Regions from separate parts of the Triticum aestivum genome. Here region 1 is linked to region 2. A link is a contact called in public Hi-C data. All regions are on one chromosome and are shown on one strand. Each heading gives the region's core, a stretch centred on a gene start, on an enhancer-like site or on the middle of the called end of the contact. The rest is flanking DNA. Distances are from core to core; before and after follow the strand shown.

Region 1 (7,151 bases), core at 1,156-3,655, 470 kb before region 2:
TTATTAATATTTTAGTAAGTACTACTATTGCTGAAACAGCTCTAGTGACATGACGCTATATGTGTAAACTCAGTCTTTGAAATTTGGAGAAGACAATGTGTTTGGTTACCTATCAAGGCTTGAATATGCGTTTGGTCACCGATCAGCTCGAATATCATGTCTTGTTTACTGACAGAGTATTGTTCTGTTCTTAGAAAAACTGCAAGGGATTAATCCATTTAATTTCTGCTGCCAATTTTCAAGTGTGTTGTTTGGCCCGTGAGGGTTGCAGTGGGGAAGTGAGGGCATCATTTGTTATGCTCTTCCCAAATTTCCACTTGTGTTAGTCGGACAGTTCTTTTAGTGGTAGGTTTATACAAAAAAGGTCTGCTACTGTGATGCCATGCGGTCTGTTATTTCAGGAACATCTTGCTTAACTACCGACTTTGGAACTTATTGTTTCCCTGACTATATCTTTTTGTACGTCGTTGGAAATTGATTGGATCATTCTGCTCCTTATTTGGTAATTTTATCGAGGGACGATGATTTCCTCCCTATGCTGGGCTTTGGTCTAAAGATCTTTGGTACCTTTCACGCATGTAATCACAGCTTTGTGCTGTTTTCCTTGTCTACCTTGTTTTTTTTTCTTTTGATGTAACTATCTGTGCCTGTTGGTCTCAAAAAAGAGGCTCATCAGTAGTCAGATAATTCAATCATACAACTAACCTTTGCATTAACTAGTATTTTCATGGCCGGTTGGCATCTTTATGGTCAAGGCTTAGTATGGGTAATGCTCATCGCTTTTTAGTTCTACTTCTCTTTGATCAACTGATTTGTTGTATTCTCATGTAGTACATATTTTGCAGTACAATTCGTATGGTTCGCATTTTCTGTTAAGAAGATAACATGTTCAGAATCACTAGCTATGTAGATTACCTCGTCATTAGTCATTAATATGCCAAAACACCAGATTACCTCCTCATTAGTCATTATTAACAATAAGTTTGGAGAAGACAATGCGTTTGATTACCTATCAGGCTTGCGATCAGCTTGAATATCATGCCTTGTTTACTGCCACAGTTTTTGCTCTGTTAGAAGAACTGCAACGGGTTAATCCATTTAGTTTCTGCTACCAATTTTCAGGTGTCTTCTTTGCCCTGTGAGGGTTTGCAGTGGGAAAGTGAGGTCATCATTTGTTAAGCTCTTTGCAAGTTCTAGTTATGTTAGTCAGGCAGTTCTTTTGGTGGTAGGTTTATACCCCCAGAAAGGTTCAGCTAGTATGATGCCATGCGCTCTGTTATTCCATGAATATCTTGTTTAAATGTTCACCTGTTGGGGCTTATTATTATTCCCCCCCTAATCAAGTTAAAAATTATTGGCGTGAATCGTCAGAAATTGTTTGGATCATTGTGCTGCTTGTTTGGTAAAATAATTGTTTGGAGGGATGATCATTATTTCCTCCCTGTGTTGGCTTGGTCTAATGATCATTAGTACTCCAGGACTGTACCTTTGTAGCATTAACTTTCTGCTGATTTCGTTCTACGAAACATTAACTTTCTGCTGATTTCGTTCTACGAAGCATTAACTTTCTGCTGGTTTCCTTCCACCTCACGGAAATTGTTTGGATCATTGTGCTGCTTGGTTGGTAAGAGCATCTCCACTCGCCCCCTCAAGACGCCCTCAGGACACCTTTTTAGGCTCGGTTTCAGGCTTGGACGGCGCTTTTCGCCGAAAAACGGCCCAGCCACGCCCCCAACACCTCCAGGACGTCAACATAGCGCTGGCAAACCCAGGCGAAACCCGGCGCGTTGGGGATCTCTTGGGGGCGCTGGCGAAAGTTTCGGCGAATCGTGTTTGACCACATGTCCTTTTTCTTGGCCCACTTAGTTATCCTTCTCACAAACTTTTACTTGGGGTGGGGTGTGTGAGAAGATGCTCTTTATTTCGCCGGATGATCTCCAAGACACCAACTTTTTTGATTCAGTGGTGTTTTTGAAGGTGCCAACGGCTGGAGATGCTCTAAGGTAATTGGGTGGAGGGATGAATTTCCTCCCTCCTGTGGCCGCGGTATGCCGGCAAGGCATCCAGCCCAAAACTGTGCAGGCTTGCCGAGAAAGAGGGAGAGCCGTAGGTGTAAGAAGGCCATCTGGCTTTCGCCCAAATTTTATTTTGGGTTACCTGACCCCTAAGCCAGCCCCATTACTTTTTTTTTTGTTTCTGTAGTCAGCTGAATTTCAAACTGGCAAAAGATGAGGAAAAACTAGCTGACCGCAACGGGTTGGGGCTGTTTGCCGCGCGCCATCAGCGGACAACGCGCACTAGTTTGCGGCAGCCGACCGCAACGGCACGACACGGGCGGGTGCGCTCACGCTGTGTCGACGCGGAGCGCGTCGGTTACTTGTGAGTCTGTGACAGTTGGACGCTCGCTCCCACCATTATAGTCTCACGCGCTTGATTGCGTCGCCGTGTCGCTCGCTCCCCCACCACGTCCCTCTCGGAGCCGTCAACTCTGCCGCTGCTCTCCCTCGTTCCTGATCTCTCTCCCCGTCTCGTCCCCGCTTGCTCCTCCTCCTCCTGCCGATCGCCCATGGACTCCAAGCCCGAAGCCCACGCGGCCGCGGCGTACCCGCGCATGTCCCCGGCGGACCTCGCGCCGCCGCCGCCGCCGGTCGTGGCGCCCGCGGGCTCCAACCCCTACGTGCTGTCGTCGCCCTCCTCCGGACCGCCCGCCAAGAGTAAGTCACCTACCACTGCCAACCACTACCTATCTCCCGGTGTCCTGCTCTGCTGCCCCAGCTCTTGTTCTGGGACTGAATTTGATTGTCACTTGGTTAGTGTTTCTGCTGACGGTTATCAATTGTTTGGGGATTGGTTGCCCGCAGGCACCAGGGAGAATCTCAGGGAGATGTTCGGCTCGGTGGGGAAGAGGTTCAGCGAGGCCGCGCGCAAGACCGAGGGCATCGCCGGCGACGTCTGGCAGCACTGTGAGTCTCCCGTTCCCCAACACAACATCATATGCCGCACGAGATGATGAACCACAGCGTTCATACATGTTGACCAATCCATGAACTTGTGTGGACTTGTGCAGTGAAAACCGGGCCTAGCATTACGGATGCTGCAATGGGGAGGATCGCTCAGATATCCAAGGTCATATCGGAAGGGGGGTACGACAAGATATTCCAGCAGACGTTCGAGTGCTTGCCTGATGAGAAGCTCAAGAAGGCCTACGCGTGCTACCTCTCGACCTCTCATGGTCCGATAATGGGCGTCTTGTACGTCTCGACCGCCAAGCTTGCATTCTGTAGTGACAGCCCCGTGGCATATGTCACCGAGGATAATCAGACCGCGTCAGCCATTTACAAGGTAGGTGATCTGCAATACTAGTTCTTATATATTCATTTTAAAACTAACGGACATTTTCATATCTTTACCACTACCTACTTATACTTGATGAGAAAACACATTATTGCATCAAAATCGCTTTATTATACTCCCATTCTGTGTTGATGAGTCAAACTCAATCTGCTTTGACAGAGCATAAGATTTTTAATGTTTTGCTAATCTGCAACTCCCATACTAATAGCATTGAACAAGACATGGAAACATCGCTTGTTTTTGTTGTTCCTCTGGGTCATCTAAGCCGAGAGTGATCATTTTTGTTTTGTTTTGTTTTGTACTCCAACTGATCATATTCATATTTGCATGTTTTCGCAGATAGTTGTACCTGTACCTCACCTGAGATCAGTCACTCCTACCGCAAGTCAACAGAACCCTGCGGAGAGGTACATCCAGGTCGTTTCTGTCGATAACCATGACTTCTGGTTCATGGGCTTCGTGAACTATGACAGCGCTGTGAAGTGTCTCCAGGATGCTGCTCGTGGTGGCGCCTAGACATCACTTCCCCGTCGCATGCATCCGTTGTGATGGCCCATGTTGATGTCTATAGACCATTCTTGTGTATTTTGGTTCAAATTTCTGGCTTAAATAAGCAGTACATTCATGTATCAGTATTCAGTAGTGTGGCCCAACTGTGTTGTAAATATCAGAGGAATCTTAAGCTTTGTTTGTGTTGTTTGCTGCCCTCATTCTTGCACTGCAATCTATGTGTATAATGAGCCAAAGATGCTCCTGCCAGTGCCTTGATAACTTGAGGTTAGTGCATGCTTCAACACACTATCGATATATGTCTATGCTGAATGCGGCATGCTTCAACACACTCCGAGTCTCCGAGTGATTTTGTGTTTAAAATCTACCGAGAGAAAAATCCCAGAGCGAGAAAATAGATAGTGGTTTAGCGATTCAAGTCCAGTACGCTCCACCTATTACTCTTGAGAGCTGCGAACTCTCTAGACGGTTAGGTGTCAAGTTCTTCAGTGACCAAGGGTAATTGTGCTTCATGAAGAAGAAGTCTATAAAGGTTCGGAGATCACCTCAAGTATCTACGGTTCGGAGATCACCTCAAGTATCTACCACGAGTTCAGTGACCAAGAGTGATTGTGCTTCATGAAGAAGAAGTCTATAAAGGTTCGGAGATCACCTCAAGTATCTACCACGAGTGATCGACAGATTGTTCTTCATGAACTACAAAGATTCACAAAGAAGAGTCTTAAATAAAGTGAAACATTGTGTAATGGATTATATGAATGAAACTCTTTTAGCACCTTACACGGCGGAGGAAGTGAGGAGTGCTCTATTTAGCATTGGTGACTTAAAGGCCCCAGAGCTGGATGGGCCACAGGCCATTTTCTATAAAAAGTTCTAGCCTATTTAGGTGAGGACTTGATTAGGGAAGTGCTCCAGGCAGTAAACAGTGGTGTAATACCGGAGGGATGGAATCAGACCACTATTGTTCTTATACCCAAAATTGACAATCCAGAGAAGGTAACTCAGTTTCGCCCAATAAATCTTTGCAGCGCTGTCTATAAGGTAATATCTAAAATGTTGGCAGCAAGACTGAAACCGTTATTGCCTAATATAATTAGTGAGACGCAGAGTGCCTTTGTCCCCGGCCTAATTATCACTTATTGAACTGATCCGCTAGCCAAGTTTCTCAAAAGTTCGAACTAATGAAGAGACGTGGGCAATATATTTCAACATTCTCCCTCACGTCTAGGCCGTGAACGTCCAAGAAGACCTTATACGTGGGATTGAGATTACATCACAACTATTTTTATATTAAATAGTGCGTTGACTAGGATTTGATCCCGAGACCTTGTGACTCCGACACCATACTGAATTCATGCTCCAGCCAGTTGCTCCAAAACTCCGAACTATGGGAGAGGGTCAGACATTATACTCCAACATCACTCATAATGTTATTGTTGCATATGAGTGTTTACACACAATGAAGAAAAGAAAGACAGGAAAAGTGGGCACATGCGCGGTAAAACTGGATATGCATAAGGCGTACGATAGAGTTGCATGAGTCCTTTTGAAAGCAATCCTAGGGAAGCTTGGTTTTGATCAGAGATGGATTCAGCTGGTCATAGCGTGCGTCACTTCCATTGAATACAAAGTGAGGTTTAATTCTAATGAAACTTTACCGTTCTCCCTAACAAGAGGTCTTAGGTAGGGGGATCCCCTATCTCCCTATCTATTTCTGCTCTGTGCGGAAGGCCTATCTGCGCCCCATGAGGAGGCGGCTGATAATTTAAAGGGTGTTCAGGTCTGTCGTGACTCTCCCATAATTTCTCATTTATTGTTCGCTGATGATTCACTTATATTGATGAAAGCAGATCAGTTAAATGCCCAGGCGTTGAGAACGATCTTGGATGAGTATTGTTCAGCCTCCGAACAATTGGTAAGCAAGGCCAAATGTTCTATGTTTTTTAGTCCCAATACTGATGTGGAGGTTAAAGCTGAGATATGTCAAATACTGCATATTATGACGGAATCACAGTCGGATAAATATTTGGGGCTTCCCTCTATGATTGGTGTTGATCGGGTTAATTGCTTCAAACACTTAATAGAGAGGATCCAGAAATTGATGAATGGATGGAAAGAGATAACCCTCTCCTTTGGAGGTAAGGAGGCCTTACTAAAAGAGGTGGCCCAAGCCATCCCTACATATGCGATGAGTGTGTTTAAATTCCCAAAGAAAATTTGTAAGGGGATCACTGATGCAATGTCGCAGTATTGGTGGGGTGACGAGGATGACCAACGTAGGATGCATTGGTTTGTATGGTGGAAAATGTGTGTGCCAAAGGAGCAAGTAGGTATGGGTTTCCGTGACATTCATAGTTTCAATTTGGCGATGCTGGCAAAATAGTGTTGTAGGTTGATTGAGAACAATGAATCATTGTGTGCCAGAGTGTTGAGAGCTAGATATTACCCCAGTGGGGATATTCCTAACCGTGAATTTAAAAGGGTCATCGTATGTATGGCGGAGCATATGGGTAGGGATCCAAACCTTCAAGAAGGGCTGCACGTGGAGAGTAGAGATGGTGCAAAACTAGTTATTTAGAGTGATTGTTGGATCCCAAGCAGTGCATCAAGGAAAGTGGTGATAGTAAGGGGTAATCAAGTATTGTCAAGAGTGAATGATCTTATAGATCCTGTTATGGGGGAGTGGAATAAACAACTAATCCGGGACAACTTTTGACATATTGATGCAGAGCGTATTCTGTAGATTCCGCAATCAGGTAACGGAGGATTACATTGCATGTCATCTTACGAAAAGCGGAATTTTCTCAGTACGTTCGGCCTACTATAAAGAATGGGAGGATACATACAATGATAGCACTAGTATGAGTCGCCATGGTGGTTCTCGGTCGCACCAGGTATGGAGGAAAATTTGGAGTCTAAAACTGCCGGAAAAAAAATTAAGATCTTTCTATGGAGATGTCTACATAATACTATTCCCTAATTTTGTGTTCTTGCAAACCGTCACATTGGTAGTATTCTCAATGCCCAATTTGCAAAGCGGGAGCAGAAGATATCAAGCATGCGTTGTTTAACTGCGTGAGAGCAAAGGCAGTCTGGGATGTGCTTGGGATTGAGAGGATTGTACAGGACGCTTCACTTGTTGATCGCTCGGGTTCCGCTGTGCTGGAATTTCTTTTGTGTGATCAATCGATGCAACAGAATTATGAGGACTCGATAGAGCTTCCAAAGTTGATAGCTACAACGATCTGGTTTGTATGGTGGCAGCGTAGACAACAAGTTAGAGGGGA
Region 2 (6,976 bases), core at 646-3,145:
CTACTACCAGCGCGAAGCATTCGAGACAAATAATGCTGAGAGCATAAAACGTAAAACCTACTCCATTGTAGCACTTAAACTTTTCGCAAACCTTGTATAAACTGCTTAATTAATGAGATTATCGTTTTTTGTACAAATTATATGTTCTTCTGAATAAAAGGACAACGCTTCTGCCGATTGTTCAAGAAAAAAAGGTGTGGTGCTTTCCAAAAATACTCCCCCCTAAAATAATATATTTCGTTTTAGCAATTCAATTTGAACTGTTAAAACGACATATATATTATGGTACAGAGGGAGTGTATAAGAAACAAAAATGCTTTTTTTCCAAAAAATTCTGCATCAGGGAACGAAACTAGTGCAGAGCTGTTTGTTGTCGTCTCCGGTGTAACCGGGGGAACCATCTTCAGCGTCCATCTTCTTCTCTAGCTCAGCAAGAGCTTTGGTGAGAGACCTCACGTCCAAAGCTTCGCCCAATGCACCATCGGAATCATACTGAAACATACATAGAGTAGCATCAGTTTTACCAGTATTTTGCCAATAAATTAAGCAAGCAATGTTAGAAAACTACAGTAGAAGAGAGGAGATGGACACCTTCTCCAGCCGTAGAAGACGCTCCTCCGGATCCAGACGATCAGCGCCGATCTTGCTGGGACTAAGGAGCAGGCGGAGGTGAGGCCGAAGGAACTCGGCGCAGTGCGACCCGAGGTTGCAGGCCGGGAAGGCGGACTCGCAGCCGAGCTGGTAGAAGGGGCAGTTGGCGAGCTTCATGGGGCAGACGGTGACGCAGTGCCGGTCCATCTGGCGCCGGGCGACGGCGAGGCCGCAGCGCTGCTCGCAGGGGAGGAGCTTGAAGGCGCACGCCTCGTCGTGCGCGTCGGCGCGGCAGGCGGAGACCTCGGCCCGGCAGCCCTGGGCCTGGTTCCGGCACCGCACGGGCCTGAATCGGCAGCGCGCGGCGACGTGGTCGGCGAGCTCCTCATGGGTCTCCAGCTCGTCGCGGCAGCAGAACCGGCCGCCGCCGTCGTCCAGGCCGCGGAGGAGGTCCCGCGCGACGGCCTCCCGCCTCTCGACCGGCCAGAAGCGGCTCGCCTCCATCTCCTCGACGAGGTCCTCGATCCGGTCGTCGCGGCCGTCGTCGCCGCCGCCCAGGTACGGCAGCCAGCCGGCGATGGAGACGGCGACGCTCCTCTTGCTGCCCGCGAAGTCGTCCAGGAAGACGGCCAGCGCCTCGGCCGGGTCATCGCGGTCGATCGGATCCTCCTCCTCCTCCGCCTCGGGCGGGCTGCTGCTGCGGTGCGCGACGTAGCGCACCAGCTCCGCGCGCAGCTGGACGGCGAGCGCGGAGGAGGGGCTCCCGAGGGTGCTGTCGACGCACGCCGCGGCCAGGCCCGGGAGCAGCAGCTGCGCCAGCTTGTGCACCACCTGGATGTCGCAGTTGGGGCAGGGCAGGAGGGTGGTTCGACCAGCCGGGCCCTCCCCCTCGCCGCCGCCGCCGCCGCCGCCTCCTGCTCCTCTTGTGATCCTTCTCCCCGGATCTGCTTCGACCACCGGGGCCTCCAATTCCATGGCGCGGCTTTCAGCTTCTCGCCGCGGCCTCAGCTGCACGCCGATGACACGCCGAGGACGCAGTTGCAGCCTTGCAGGGCGAATACAGGTTGAAGCGAAATTCTGATCGGATTGTAGAGGTCGTCTAATTTCTTGCGGTGAGCAAAACTAAGTCAACTCACGGGCTAGGACGGGAGAGAGGAGACAAGAAAAGTAAGAGGAGGGATTTTATTTCAGCGAAAGAAATCGATTATTTCCTTTGTTCCGCTGGTGGGAGGGTGAACAGTTTTATTCGGAAATGCTCTCCTGCGGCCGTCTATCCGGTGGCAATTAGTACCTATTTTCTTTTCTCACCTGGCCATCTTATACAATGCAAGTTGCTTAATAAAATGAACCGAGTCTAAGTAGGATCCCGGTTATCAAAATATATACGTACATGAGGGTTTCTTGAGAGAAGAGCCGGCATCGCCCGCATATACTTTCCCCTCGCCTCCCGGCTGCCACCTGGCGTTGGGACCTTGGATTTTAAGAGTTTTATGTTCTTCGCCGGCATGGTTTTGTGAGAATAAAGCTATTCTCGTTCTTTTCTGACAGTGCCACGAAACTAGAGAGGTTTGTGTCTCGCACATCCGATTATTCGGTAATGAATTTATGTTATTGTGTCAAACTGTTTTCGTTGGTTTGATTATGTCTGGAGTTGTATTTTTTCCTCAACACCATAGTGAAGATCTTGTGATTCAACGGCATACACTTTGAAACGTTCATCCAAGCCGATCACTTAAGGCTTCCCGTCTCTTTGGATGTACGACTCATGGGGCTTCCAGAAACCTTCATTGGTAGTCAAATTCATGTGAGCGAAAGGGTGATCGAATCGCTGCTTCGATTTAATTGCAGTCCTTTTACTGAAAAAATTGGAGTATTTCGTTTTGCAAAGATTGATACCACATAGATGTTTTCGACAGATATCATTGTAATTCTTAGTCACTATAATTACTTTGTATTTTTTTGGATTTTAGATCCAAAGCACGGTACATATGTTCCTAAAAAAAGTGAACCAAGTTTTTATTAAGCATCAATGTTTATCTTTACAAGAGGGATGTTCCTCTATAAATAAGCATCTATGCAAAAAAAACGATTTTTTTTCTTGCATTGAACAAGGCCTAAAAAACAACTACCGTGGTTGAGCAAGCAGATTGCATATATGGTATGAAAAACGCTTTCTTTCATCCGACTGATTTCTCGCTGGCGCAAACCGCCTCGCGCGTCGTCCGATCGAGCGAGATCGTGCGGCTCCTATCATGCGCGCGATCAACCAGGGACGCAGGCCCGCCCAGGCTGCCAGGCCGTTCAGCTCTCCTTTTTTTCTACCACTCCTATTGCAACATTAAGTCATTACTCATGCATTCACTTCTCATCCTCACGAGTCACGACCTCACCCTTTCATCTCACATCCACTAGCCTCCTGACGCGACGCTCCTCACAGCGATGAGCCAGCGAAACGGGGAAGCGGACGGGAGGAAGGAGAGCGGAGGCGAGCGCATAGTCATCCCGACCGTGGCAATGCTTTCATGACCATGACGACTTCGACAGCCACAAAAATACGCCAACGACTAGGGCGACGAGGCATGCCATGACAGCGTTGACGACGAGGCATGCTTCAATGGTCGTGACGATGCTTCGACGACGATGACGACAACGTCGATGAATGGTCGTGGCAATGCTTCCATGATCATGACGACTTCGACGACCACAACAATGCTTCAACGACGACGACGACAACGTCGATGAATGGCCGTGGCAATGCTTCCATGATCATGATGACTTCGACGACCACAACAATGCTTCAACGACTAGGCCGGCGAGGTATGCCATGACAGTGATGACGACCGCAACCATGCAACAAGGCATGCTTCAATGGTCGTGGTGATGCTTCGACGATCACGACGACATCGACGACTACGGAAATGCTTCAACGACCACCACGACGAAGCGCCAGTTGCGCAGGCTTGTTGGACCGCAGTCAAGCGCCAGTTGCGCGGGCTGGGACTGCACTGCAGCGTGTGCTAGAGGAGTTGAAGTCGAACGGACGGCTCTCATCTATCTAATCGAACGGTGTATGAGGCGGTTTATCTTCGGTTTTGCATCAGCCGGATTACGCGTAGTAGCAGCCATATGGTATATGCAGGACTGAAGGACATCCTAGTAATACAATAGAAGGCGAACTTGAATGACCAACACAACACAGCGTGTTTGCCATGTCGTCTCCACTTCTCCCTCACCACTTCAGTAGTGGTGGTGCAGCAAACCTCCACGCATTCTGTGCCGGGCACAACGCCACCACACAACCTGCAAATAAACATTATTATTATCGCACTGCAGTACGGTTCTACTTGCTTAGCATGACTACGATCACAAATCATCGCACTGCAGTACGGTTCTTACATCGATCTGAACTTGGATGGGTACTATCTTTGGGTGAGAAATAGGCTGCATCCCTGTCGGTAGTTCCGAAAAAAAAAACATCGATGCCGCACACGTTGATTTTGTACATCAGCTTATATCTATTTTCGCAATGATACACAGGAAAACTACACTGGCAAATTGAGTGTTTCATGTGAACAAATTAAACAAGGAAAGTGAGCTCTACATACATGATGTAAAGCAATCTGAAGAACTGAAGCCTCAACTATGCATAGCCGTTCGGCTAGCAACGAGAACATTGCACGTTTTCCACCTCCATGATCCCAACGCAGCAGCAACTCTCCTGCCCTACCTAGTCGCATGGTATCCACGAATGGCAGCTGAGATCGCCTTACAACAGCTATCCGTCAACTCACATCAAAACCACCATGCGCAATGCTGCTCCACATGAGTAATATCAGGATCACACCATGCGACCAATCACCTCCTTGAATCGAGGCCACCCTGCAAAATTTTCGTCCATAAAGGGGCAACCAAGATTGCACAACCACACCAATCACCTTGCAAATCCCCACTAAGCGTTCTCTGCAGGGCTTCTGTAGAACTCGCATTCCTGTCAGCTTCCCAAAGTTCCACAACAAGTTCCACGCCCTCATTCAGGAAGTCTGCCGCCGCCCTTTGAGAAGACAAGTGCGCTGATGCTATGTTTGATCCTGAAGAAGTGCAAAGATTAGTTCGTCCAAAGGAATCTCAGTGACCGATTAGAACTTAGAAAGGGGTGTGGAATGCAGTGTAGAAAGTTAGAAACACAGATGATCAATTGTGCACCCTTGACAAAACAAAGTCAGATGAAGTATTGTTAGGAAGGAAATCCACAAGTGCAAGGCTCACACCAACAGCACCCAGGGGTTTGGTTTTCTGCCCAGGTTATCAAATACAAGTCTGAACAATGAAATCAGTTGACAGTCTTTTCATTTTGTTCCTATGACAGGCACTCACAGGACAAGATATTGTGGCACCACCGTCATAACAATTATATAACTACCTGGTTTTCTCATTTTGAGAAATTACAAGCATTTCAATGTCTCAAGATCATGATAGGAAGCCGCACAGCGGATTTTTAAGTGAGATTAAAATGTCTTGGATGGCTACAGTACAGATATATTGCAGGAAGTTGTCGACCCCACTTTTCCTTCTACATTTTGCCACTTCTCCCCGTTTCCATCTTTAGGATGAATATATTATATCACAAAATACTCCCTCCGTCCGAAATTACTGTCGCTCAAACGGATGTATCTAGCATTGAAATACGTCTAGATACATCCATTGACCCCAACTAATTCCGGACAGGGGAAGTATACATTATGTACCCTATTCACTGCTTCAGTTCTAAAGCCACAAGATCCATTTCATGATCCAGTCTCCTTTCCCTTTTTTTAACACAGGCCAAAAGCCTTCCTGTTGGAGGTACATTACCTATTTCTCCTTTTCAGGACAACAGTGACAAAGGAACAATGAAAGAGCTACACAACAGAATGGCTGGTGCAGTGGTAAGCACTTTTCTGCCATGGTTATCCATTGCCTGCCAAATCTACTTCCATGGGCAAGTACAAAACAGAAAGGTTTTGAATGATTCCTTGTAGTTACCAGGTAAAGATTTCGTGCCATCTGCAGTCCAAAATAAAAAGGTTTTGGATGATTCCTTGAAGTTATATGTAGTACAACTTACATGTGTCTTATCCCAAGCATGTTCCATCAACATATCATGACGCCCTCCAACGGCTAGCAACTTTTCATGGGACCTTGACACAGGATTAACTTATTTTTAGTAGACCTGTGATGAAACATAGTTAATTGCATGTACCATAGTGATGGCTAATAAGATGTTAAAATAACAGTATAGTATGATTTGCACATTTTTGCAGATCCTCTTTTATACCATGTAACTTACTCTACTCAAAGTCTTTGCATAGCTTCTGCTAAACAATTAACAGTTAACTCTAGAGACGCACTCAACACCAATAAATATAGATACAAAAATGTTTTTGTACCATTAAAAAAACATCTCCAATCTAGCAACTGTACTAGTATTTTCTAAGGAAACAGGAAGTAAAACAAATATATAGTGCAGCAGAACAAAACAGAAATCCATCCATACATTCACACAACTAAAATAGCTATTACACTCATAAAATTAAAAAAAAAATCAATAAGTATATCAACTTGTTACAGACCTGACTAGCAGAACCGGACATAGCAAATGGTTTCCGGGTGTCCGTTGGCATAACGAAGTTCTAGCATCTCTCCTCCTCGAGTTAGGATCTTCAAGTCTTTCTGGTTTCCACTAAAAATTTGCAAATAATAATAATACAAATGTCAGTATGGAGCCCACTTTTTCATAAATCAAATGTTCATCAGCTAAGTGGACTACAATTCCAGCACCCTTATTTTCAGTAAATTTCCCATCCCATGCAAGGGTGATATCTGGAACCTTTTCGCTCATTGTCACTAAAAAACCTCTTTGCTAACCTCAATGACCGAATCTAGGATTTCCCTGACATCATTTTCACAAGCAGATCAGTAATGGCGGCTAGCTTCTCATGTATCGTCCTGTATGGCAAACAAAAGAACAATAGAAAAGCTATCAATATTGCTGAAAATCAATTTTTGAAAATTAGGACTAATTAGATAGCTCTTCAACTTGTAGACCTTTCGGCAAGCATTGACAATAGCAGACTGTACTTGCTGCGTGAATGTCTTTGCGTGCCCCCGGTCCGCTTCTTCCCTTTAAACAGAAGCATGTGCACGAAAGGCAAAAGCAAAAAAACTTGAATCTAAAAGCAAACTATGAATTTGAATGTTATGAAGTAAACAAACATTTGTATTACAAAATACCATGGTCTCCAATGAGAATGGTCCAATTATTCGATCTAGCCCCATTAACATCACCAGAAAAAACTCTGATCCAGAGAATAAGCCTGCAAGAAATAAAATTGAATAACTTATTTCC

The links. Hi-C and Micro-C count contacts between places; a contact is called where the count stands out from the background.
Region 1: a contact with region 2 is called in a Hi-C map of leaf, with 5 times the contacts expected there. The contact joins the promoter of LOC123052050 here to the promoter of LOC123052049 in region 2. A contact is called at or near these places in 3 of 5 Hi-C or Micro-C datasets (all in leaf).

The regions. Positions count from the first base shown.
Region 1 is chr2D:117,939,627-117,946,777 of IWGSC CS RefSeq v2.1, reverse strand. It overlaps LOC123052050 (GEM-like protein 1), which reads left to right and starts at 2,405. Exons shown (of 4, transcript XM_044475101.1): 1 at 2,405-2,714; 2 at 2,862-2,963; 3 at 3,068-3,342; 4 at 3,694-4,064. The coding sequence starts at 2,567. The coding sequence ends at 3,870.
Region 2 is chr2D:117,464,875-117,471,850 of IWGSC CS RefSeq v2.1, reverse strand. It overlaps LOC123052049, which reads right to left and starts at 1,895. Exons shown (of 2, transcript XM_044475100.1): 1 at 592-1,895; 2 at 66-492. The coding sequence starts at 1,566. The coding sequence ends at 340. It overlaps LOC123052047 (ATP-dependent RNA helicase DEAH12, chloroplastic), which reads right to left. Exons shown (of 9, transcript XR_006424427.1): 4 at 6,862-6,944; 5 at 6,676-6,751; 6 at 6,496-6,576; 7 at 6,201-6,310; 8 at 5,696-5,800; 9 at 4,048-4,679.